Regions from separate parts of the Mus musculus genome. Here region 2 is linked to region 1. The links are chromatin contacts, called in public HiChIP or PLAC-seq maps. All regions are on one chromosome and are shown on one strand. The core of a region is the stretch at or near the end of the contact, and the rest is flanking DNA. Distances in the headings are between cores, read along the strand shown.

Region 1 (5,085 bases), core at 1,026-3,525:
TCTGTGTGTGTGTGTGTGTGTGTGTGTGTGTGTGTATTTGTGTGTGCGCACGCGTGTATGTAGTAAGAGAGGAGAAGCTAGGTTTGAATAAACAGGCATGCAGCAAAGCAGCAAAGCAGCTTCAACCCGTCAGTGCCTCAAGGCTCCGCATCAATACTTTCATGTGTAAGCACTGAGCTCCTTAAGAACTCAAACTGTCACATGGTGGTGACAGTGGGGGAGGGGAGCTTAAAACAGCACCCGAGGGCTGTCTCAAGATCAATCTCTCTGCCCCTGACATCCCAAAGCCGAGCCCAGTGTGTCAGGCTGCGTTGGGTTCTCAGCCAGCGGCCCCCAGGTCACTGGTAGAATTCACTTCCTTGACACTCCCAGCTCTTGCCACAAGGTCCCCACAGAAACAGAAACAGAGAATCTTCACATTGATCTTCTCTCCTGCTACCCATCAGGGAAAGTCTGTACCTTTAAAAAATGGAGTATTTTCTGAGAATTCCACAGAATGTATTCTGGTCATATTTGCTTCCTCCTTCTCCCCTCCCAGGTCCCCCAGATCCTTGCACCTCCTCATCCCTCCCAACTTGATTTCTTCTTTCCTTGTTTATAACCTACCAAGTTCAATTTGTGCAGCTCGTATTCTCATGGTAGCAGGGCCATCCATGGAACACGGTTTACCTGCCAGAGGCTTAAGAAAACCAGCCCTCCCTTCCCCAGAAGCCGGATAGGGAAGGGCCAAGAAGTCAGGAAAGACAATATGAAATGTAGACATGAGACTAGGTACTAGAAAATTACGAGTAGATATCCACATATGGATGTTCTAAGAGATGAACCAAGCGCCACAAGAACACAGAAAACACTACATGAGAGTAAAATAAAATACAGGTGCTTAAGTGTGGAACACACCATCCTTCCTGGCAGATAGGAGGAGCTGGCTACAAGGCTAGAAGGATAAGCTAGGTTTCATGGTGTATGAATCTTTGGTAGATATCTTTGGCTAGTTATTCATTGATTTAAAAGTGTAAAAAATAAAAATAATACTTGAATGCAGAATATCAAGATAGAGTGTAGGAGAGAGAGGAAGGGGGAAGAGAAAGAGAGAGAGAGAGGAGTGAGTTTTAGTTTTTTCTTTTTAATTCTGTCAGTCCAAATATGCACAATGACTACAAATAGTTTAATAATATAATCATATTAAAGATAGAAAATATATATTGCATTTTATGAATTATTCTATTTTTACTAGTGTTAGGAATTAAACTTGGTCTTGGGCATGCCAGTCATGCTTTCTGCTAATGAGCTACACTCCAGCCCTCAAAACGACTCCACTCCCCAACACTAGTGCCTGGATTGTGACCATGCTGTCCCATAGGCAGCTGGCATCTATACCAATATGCAAAGGAATTTTCCTCTTTGTCATTAGTTGTCCAGTTAAGCTCAGTGGACCATGCTCACACATACACAATTTTTTTGAGATAGTTAACAGCTTATTATTATTATTATTATTATTATTATTAATGCATGCTTATTATTCCTCTACTCCAAATATCAACACCACTAGGAGAGATATCTATAGCTCATGCTTATACTACATCATCTCTAGTACATACAGTATAGCCCAGGCACCAACAAAGCAGAGGAAGGTCTCCTGGTCTCATCCCTGCAAGGACTACAAGATACCAGCAGATCACCAAAAGCAAATTGCCAATCACAAGCCTCAGATACATTTCCAAAATCGTGTGAAGTTGACCAGAGGTGAGTTTCTTTTCCCTATAACTTCTTGGGGGTGGAGGTGGGGGTGGAGGTGGGGGAAAGAACTTATTTGAAATCAGCTGTAGAGAAGGTGGGCATGGAACGAGAAAGGTTATCCTGTATGATGGTGATTCATTTCCAAACTAAATTCTTCTGCAAGATAGTGACCTTATCCAATGGGGGCTGCCACTCCTCTGAAGTGTCTTTGAGTCACTTGAGGGTGAATCTGCACTTCAAAGACAAAGATCAAAGACATGTGTTTCTGGGTGCACAGCTTCCTGCCCAGGGTACTTACCTTCAAGACATAGACTCTAGGGGAAGCTTGCTTCTCCTGGAAAAGGGAGCCTGGATTTCCCTGTAACTTCAACAGGCATAAGCAGGTGATTTCCTAGCTGGCTTCTAAAGACTCACTACCTTCGGCTTCTTCAGACAGCCGTAGTTCCCAGCACTGAAAGTTACATAAGCAAAGCTGCCTGTCTAGAAGCCAGGCATCTTAATGGCAGGTCTCTTTCTTAAGTCCTGATTTTCTCAGATCTCTTGAGTTCTCCCCACAGCACTCAGGGCTGATCTTATAGCCAATGTTACAGTTTCCCTTTTCTAGTCAGTAACTGTGGCTGCAAGTTTTACCTGATAGTGTCAGCCAGAAATATGAGTGTACATAAATGAGTGAGTGAAGGAGTGAATGAATGAATGAATGAATGAGTGAAGGAGTAAAAGCTGCCTGCTACACATTTACTATACAGCTCCAAGCTCCATCCACAAACGTCCATTCAGTCTGTCACTAGTAACTGTCTTGATCAATTTACTGTCATTGTCTCTGTCTCTGTCCCCAGTTCAGTTGTGAGAAGGAGAGGGGAGGGGGAGAGGGGGATGGGGAGAGAGAGAGAGAGAGAGAGAGAGAGAGAGAGAGAGAGAGAGAGAGACTGGAAGGAGAAGGAGGGATTCCTACCCTGGGAGACAGAGACAGGCAGATCCCCTGGGGTTTACTCACCAGTCAGCCTTGATCCAGATGATGACCGTCTGTGTCTCAGTAAAAACAACACAACTCTTGTCTGTGTGGTCCAGTGAAGCCCAAAGTCTGAACTTTGATTTCCTCTGACAAAAGCCCCCTCCCTGAGGACTAGCTCCCATCATACCAGAAAGTGCCGTGCAAACTGCCAAGACAGCAAAGCAGCGTCCCCAGCTGTGACACCTACAGTCCACAGCCATGCCAGCATACCGAGATACCCCTAAAGGCGAAACAGTGGCCTTCTATCTCCGTGGTAACCACAGCTCTCTAACTGGACTTAGGCTTACTCAGTGGGAGGGAAGCCATGCCAGATAAACCTGGCCAACTATCCACGTGAGATGCTACAGGAGAGCAACTACTGCTGCCTTGCCAACTTAGCCCAAGTTCTAACTGCATTCGAAATATCTTCCTTATAACCACAGGTAACCTTAACTCTCACCACTCATTACAAATGCTTCCTTTTCTAGAAGATGGGGGCCAGTAAAGAAATTATCAAAATACACTAATCAACTGATTGCATAGCGCCAAACCTGAACTGACACATCTACAACATGATCCTTAAGACTCAGGAAACATAATGAAAGGCTGGGCTGGGGGTGAGTTTTAAGAGTCAGAAGACCAGGGCATCTGCTGTAACACAATGTTTCCTATATATGACAGGATGTTGCACCCAGGAAATCTCAACATCAGGTTGCTTAAACAAGACCGTCATAGTAATACCACCAGCTGGCATGCCAACATGGAGTGAGAAATTATCATAGAGCCACACCCCTAGATGAAGAGCAATAGGAAACTAATGGCTACTGACACACACACACACACACACAGAGAGAGAGAGAGAGAGAGAGAGAGAGAGAGAGAGAGAGAGAGAGAGGGAGAGGGAGAGGGAGAGGGAGGGAGGGAGGGAGAGGGAGGGAGGGAGGGAGAGGAAGGGAGGGAGGGAGAGGGAGGGAGGGAGGGAGAAGGAGGGAGAGAGAGGGAGGGAGAGAGAGAGAGGGAGGGAGAGAGAGAGAGAAAGAGAGAGAGAGGGAGGGAGAGAGAGAGAAAGAGAGAGAGGGAAGGAGAGGGAGAGAGAGAGAGATCTAGGGATGAGCCTCCTAATTTGTTATTCAATCTCTAAAAACATATACATACAAGCAGCACTAAATGGACTCAGAAGGTTGTATTTATATATTTACACACACACACAAACACACACACACACACACACACACACACACACACACACACAACAATAATTAAAGAAAATGGGCCATGAATTTCAGAGGGAACAAAGTGGGGCCTGTCAGGAGTTGGAGGGAGGAGAGAGAAGGGGGAACTATTTAATGTCTGTGAAGTACTCTTAAATGAAATTCTCAAAATAATCAATAAAACACACATACAATTTAGAAAGGCAAGTTTGAAAACTGGAGGACAGATCCTTCCCAATGAGCTGGCATTCCAACCCAAGTGTGATCTTGCATGGGGCAGCCATGTTGACTTTGAAGCTAGACTTTTCTTGAGGTTGAAACTCAGGGGTAAAGAAGAAAGCTAGAGTTATCACAACTGAGGCAGGGGGTGAGGGAGGAAATGAAGGGAGAGTTGGAGAGAAAGCTCAGCAATCCGAGCAAAGCACTGACTCCTTTTCCAGAGGGCCATCGTTTGGCTCCCAGCACCCACATGGCAGTGGCTCACAGCTGTCTGTAGCCAGAGGATCTGACACTGTGTTTGTTCCAGAGGATCTGACACTCTCTTCAGCCTCTGTAGATACTAGGACCACATGTGGTGCACACAGATACGTGTAGGCAAACTGCCATACACATTAAAAACAAATCAATCTTAATTTTAAAAAAAGATACAAAGGGGACCTATCAGACAGGGACGATCAAGTTCTCTCTGTTGGGGCTGATGGGGAATGATGTCAGCAGTCCCGGCTCACCTTTCCCTGGAGGGAAAGACAAGAGAAAGCTTTGGGCCCAGCACTGCAGGGTGTATCAGAAGGGTACAGACCAGGACAGAGTCAAAGGCTCTGCTTCTCCACTTAACTGTCTTCATGGTAACTTTCAGCACCTGGCACATGACATTTAACTTTGCCTCCTCCAGAAGGGCACCCAGAGGCCAGGACCTCCCAGTACCCAAGCTGTTCTCAGGACTTGAACTCATCTGAGAACAAATGGTAAGCCACACACATTTTACTCAACTCCACCCACACAAGGAAACCCAGCTGAACCTAGGCTGGAGGCCACAGCACCTCTCTTGAACATCACTGTGAAGTTGCGCATGCCCAGAACTTCCCATAAATGACAGTGCACTGAAAATGCATACTGAGCATGTGCCAGACCCTGGCTTTAGCTGGA
Region 2 (4,879 bases), core at 910-3,409, 140 kb before region 1:
AGGCAGAGGTAGGCGGATTTCTGAGTTCGAGGCCAGCCTGGTCTACAAAGTGAGTTCCAGGACAGCCAGGGCTATACAGAGAAACCCTGTCTTGAAAAACCAAAAAAACAAAAAAAAAAAAAAAAATAAAAAAAAAAACAAAAAAACCCCAAACAAACAAACAAACAAACAAACGAATGGATGAGTGAATGAATGAATGAAATAAAAACATGATAAAAATAAAGACAGCAAGAATCTCTTGAATGGATGCTGCTGAGCACAGAGGCAGCTGACTGTGAGCGCACTTGCTTTGAGGCATCGACATTATTTGGGCTTCAGTTATATTTACTTGCTAGAACTACAGTCTTTGTGGCAACCATGAGTGTATGCCCCAGATCCTCCTTCAAGGAGGGTGTGGTCTGTCTATAGCCTCTGGTCAGCTGTCATCTCCTTTACACTTGGTCTTAGTGGCAGAGCCACCTGGACAATACCCACGTCCTGTGCGTCTGGGGGCTGGGAGCATATTCAGTAGACAGCTAGGTCATGTTGGATCAGTCTGAGTTGGCCCTGTGGGAGCTTACCTGTTAGGAGGGGACTGCAGGCCTGGTCAGGGTAAAGCTTTTCAGTGTAGTTTGACTTAGTTTTCTATGTAATCTAGTCCATTCTTGGGTACAGAATGAGACCCAGTCTTTTTTGGTGGTGAGAGTTCAGGGTAGAGTTTCTCTGTGTAGCCCTAGAACTCCCTCTGTAGAACAGGCTAAGCTTTTCTCTCTCTCAGAGGCTATGCTTTTTTTCTTTTTTTCAAGATAGGCATGGTGGAATATGCCTTCAACCTTAGCGCTCAGGAGGCACAGGCAGGTAGATCTGAGTTTGAGGCTAGCCTGTTCTATAGAGGGAGTTCTGGAGCTATACAGAGAAACTCTGTCTTGAACTCCTTGCTCCCCCACCCCAAAATATTGAGTCTCATTCTGTATCCCAGAATGGACTAGAGCAGTTGTTCTCAACCTCTGGGTTGAGACCCCTTGAGAGGGGGTGTCAAACAAACCTTTCACAGCTTTGGCATATCAGATATACTGCATATATGAAATTTATATACGATCATGACAGTAGCAAAATTATACTTGTGAACTAGCAACAAAAATAAATTTATGGTTGGGGGCCACCACAACATGAGGTGCAGGAGGGCCAAGGCACCACCCAACAGTAACTCAATACTTGTGTGTGTGTGTGTGTGTGTGTGTATGTCTATAGTCTGAACCATACAAAATGGTTTAATATCCTTTAAAAAAAAAAAAAACTGGAAGAAACCATCTTTGAATCCCTTCCCCAGCTCACCTGCCCCTTTGCCTGCCTTTCTCTGTTCTTCACTGCCTGGCCGCTGTCACCTCTCAGCTTCCTTTCTAAAGGTTATACTAGCTTACACTTATACCAGTTCACTAATACATGTATTGTGGCATATATTATTATATAGTATATTACGCTAGTGGGCATATATACAGGGGAATACGTGACCTGTTTGCTTGCCTTTTTCTGAGTTTGGTCCCCTCCCTCGACACTATACTTCTCAGGTTTGCTTATTTCTCTGTTCATTCCATGGTCTCCCCAGTCCTTGGGATACTTTTGAGACAGACACTCCTGTCGCCAAGGTCTTCTGGAACTTACCGTGTAGCTGTGGATGACGTCGAACTCATGACCCTCTTACCTTTACCCCCAAATCAACATCTTGGGGTAGCATCAGTTCTTTTTTAAAGCCTATGTAATCAAGCCCTCAAGCATCACCCTTCATTTTCACTGAACCTGAAATTTATTAATTGGATACTCTGGTGAACCAGCAAGCTTCAAGTGTGCTCCCATCCCCACCCTCCTGGTTCTGGGTCCTCACGATTGCATGGCAAGGACTTTACCAACTGAACCACCTCCTCGGACCTTGTAACCATTTTCAAGACATGGTCTAGACTGGCTCAGAACTTCCTATGAGGGTCTGGATGGCCCTGGCCTCCTGGTCCTTCAGCCACTACTTCCCAAACCATAATGACTTCCTTAGCTTTAGGCTTCAAGAGAACTGAGTCTGTATACTGCTCTTCCTCATGGGAGGCTGGAAATGAGGGTACCGAGAGACTCCGAATCTCCCCAGTGCTATAGGTCACAGGAGCAGTCCACTTGTGGTCACAAGAGCAGAGCCAGCTCTGAATTCACCTGGGCCTTCACTCAAGGCTCTCTACCGCAGCCTGCGGTGCTGTGACCAGCTGTTTCCTACTTCATTAAAGCTGCCTCCTTCTTCCTGCCTCACGGGCATCTCAACAGGAGTCTCTACCCTGTCAGTTTAGTGACCCTTGTCTATAACGTCCTCAACCACCCATGCCTCCTGGAGGTCAAGGCTCTACAGGGCCTAGTCTTGGCTTACCTTCTCTTTCAGGTCTCAGTTCTTGAAACAAAACTACATTTTCTGGTTGGCAGCTTTCTCTGAATACCTCCTACCCTTGACCACAATGGTGATAGTTCATTTCCCCCTGCCAGTTCCGCTGGAGTGCACCTCCAGGAAAGTGTGGGTCACCCTTCACCTCCCAGCACTGAGCTCACAGTCTGGATTCAGTAGGAGCTCAATTTATGTCTGCTGAAAAAAAAGAGAGAGAAAACTTTGGGAAGCGAATGCTTCCTCTTGTTTCCATTGATATTGGCTCCAATTTTCTTCTGTTAATTATTCAATCATAGGAGATTTCCACACAAAGACATTACTGTATATGGGCTGGGGAGATGGCTCCGTGATCACAAGTGGACTGCTCTTTCAGAGCACCCAAGTTCGCACCCCAACACCCCTATCACGGTGCTCACAACTGTTTTGTAACTGCAACTCCAGGGGATCCCAGACCTTCTCTGGCCACCATAAGCATCCACACACACGTGGCACACACACAGTTTTAAGAGGTATCATGGTGAGTATTAGTTACTAGATTATTGTTGTCAGGCTATTTCCAAAAGGGATGTAGAGACTAGTGGCTACTGGGGAAAATCTCCTTGCCTTGGTTGGTGAGGTCATGCTTAGTTCTTTTCAAGAAGTCCAGAGACTAGTTGTCCTGCAGAAATGGAAAATCCATCGCCTTCCTCAGGGCCCTGCCCCCAAGGCCTGGGAACCCCGTGGAGGGTGCTTGCCCAGCTTGCCACTGGCCCTGTGAACTCATTCTTTAAAACTGAACTTCTGCTGGCACCCTTTGACCTCATTAAGTACCCATAAATCATCTTGCACAAAGGTGTGAAATGTTGACGGCCATTCTAACACTTGCCCTGCAAGCTCACATTCGAGAGAAACAAGTGGGGCAGCGCCAGCACGGCCACCAGCACGGCCACCTTCCGTTCTGCGTGGCTTCACTCTGTACACACGAGGAGTTCACAGATTCAGTGTGCAGGCTTGCTAGCTTTTTCCTCTTTAAACTGGCCTAGCGTTTTCTTTTTTAAATCACAAATGTACTTTTTCAATATAAATCGAATGGACAACTCAGAATTTTGAAAAGAGAGAAAAATAGAAAACAATCGGATGTTCAGATATCTCACGTTTGCTTTTGCGGTTATTTTCTGCATTCTGGAGAGTGTGATGGGTGAAGAATAGGGAGAAACTTGTCAAAGGCTTTTCTTCTCAGGTTGTTCTGGATGCAGTGCGCGCACCTGCGTGCGTGCGTGTGTGCGTGTGTGTGTGTGTGTGTGTGTGTGTGTGTGTGTGTGTGTGTGTGTGTGTGTGTAATGTTGTATGTAGCATGTGTGTGTGGTATGTATATGTGTGTGGTGTTTGTGTGTGCACCTGTGTGTATGTGCATATGTGTGGTGTATGTGTGGTATGTGTGCAATGTGGTAAGTGTGTGTACACGTATATGTCTGTGTGATGTGTTGTATGTGTGTGGTATGTGTATGCGTGTGTGTGGTATGGTGTGTGTGTGTATGTGTGCACAATGCACATGCTCATGCAATCTACTAGGTTTATGTAGTTCAGAGCCTGAGCATCAGCCAGAGCACCCAGGCCCCTGCTGTGCTGCCTGCTTCATGCCCCTTGCTTAGGAAGCACTGCTGTGCTTGGACAGACGTGAGCACTTACCCGTTGCTTTTAAAGAAGCATTTGGTTCTAGGGAGTAACCTGAGCCTGGGGAGCAGATGGCATCTGCTTGCTCTCCCTTCCAAATCCCACATTTGATGCAGAGACCTTTCTTATTGCATAGATCCTTACCACAGTAATCATTTCTTTATAAAGATTTACTTTGTGTGTGTTTGAACAGTCTGCCTGCATATCTGTCTGTGCAATAGATGCACAAAGTCACTGCAGGGACCAGAGGAGGGCATGGCATCCTCTGGGGCCTGAGTTACAGATGATTGTGAGCTGCGAATCCAACCCAGGGCCTCTGAAAGAGCAGATGAGCTGACTCTCCAGTCCTGGCTTTAGAGAATTGCCAGTTTTGTACTAAGAATAAGTTGGTCAAGAACGCCCCTTTGATTTAACTGCAGCCCAACTGGAGCCACTGAGCTGGCTGTCCTAGTCCTTCCCCAGTGAGCAGGAGCGATCTCCCGAGGAACCAGCATTAGCTCCGGCAGGTTTGCTGAGAGGGGAATTAGTCTGTGAGATTGCGTTATCAGCTCTCTTAGACCTCTAGGTGTGCCTGTCTGCATGTGTGGATAAAAGTGTGTGTGGTTGGGTGCCAGCGGAGGGAAAGAGGACTGGAGCACAGAGCTGGAGCTACCGGTGTTCGTGAGCAGCCCGATGTGGTGCTAGGAACCAGACTCAGGCTCTTTGTAGGAGCAGCAGACACTCTTAACTGCCGAGTCCATTTTCAGCCCCTTTAGACAGTTTGTATTCAACTAGAGTCAGAACTATATCTGCATTCCTCTTAAATATTTTGCAATTTTGTTATTGTTTAAA

Evidence for each region. HiChIP or PLAC-seq counts read pairs in DNA pulled down with a chosen protein or histone mark.
Region 2: a contact with region 1 is called in a BATF HiChIP or PLAC-seq map of CD8 T cells, with 15 read pairs. The contact joins two enhancer-like sites. A contact is called at or near these places in 1 of 15 datasets of contacts at CTCF or cohesin (CD8 T cells) and 2 of 115 datasets of contacts at active chromatin or transcription factors (CD8 T cells and memory CD8 T cells).

Annotation. Positions count from the first base shown.
Region 1 is chr9:118,282,626-118,287,710 of GRCm38.p6, reverse strand. No RefSeq gene overlaps it. Among named protein-coding and RNA genes, the nearest start is that of Gm33088, 59 kb to the left of the region's middle. Within about 2 kb of position 2,275, at least 20 of the 459 cell types and tissues checked have an H3K27ac peak or open chromatin away from gene starts, as enhancers often do. A contact at or near this core is called in CD8 T cells and memory CD8 T cells, where this site is marked.
Region 2 is chr9:118,421,906-118,426,784 of GRCm38.p6, reverse strand. All of the region lies in intron 5 of Platr11 (a long non-coding RNA gene), which reads left to right. Among named protein-coding and RNA genes, the nearest start is that of 4933432G23Rik, 5.5 kb to the left of the region's middle. Within about 2 kb of position 2,159, at least 13 of the 459 cell types and tissues checked have an H3K27ac peak or open chromatin away from gene starts, as enhancers often do. A contact at or near this core is called in CD8 T cells and memory CD8 T cells, where this site is marked.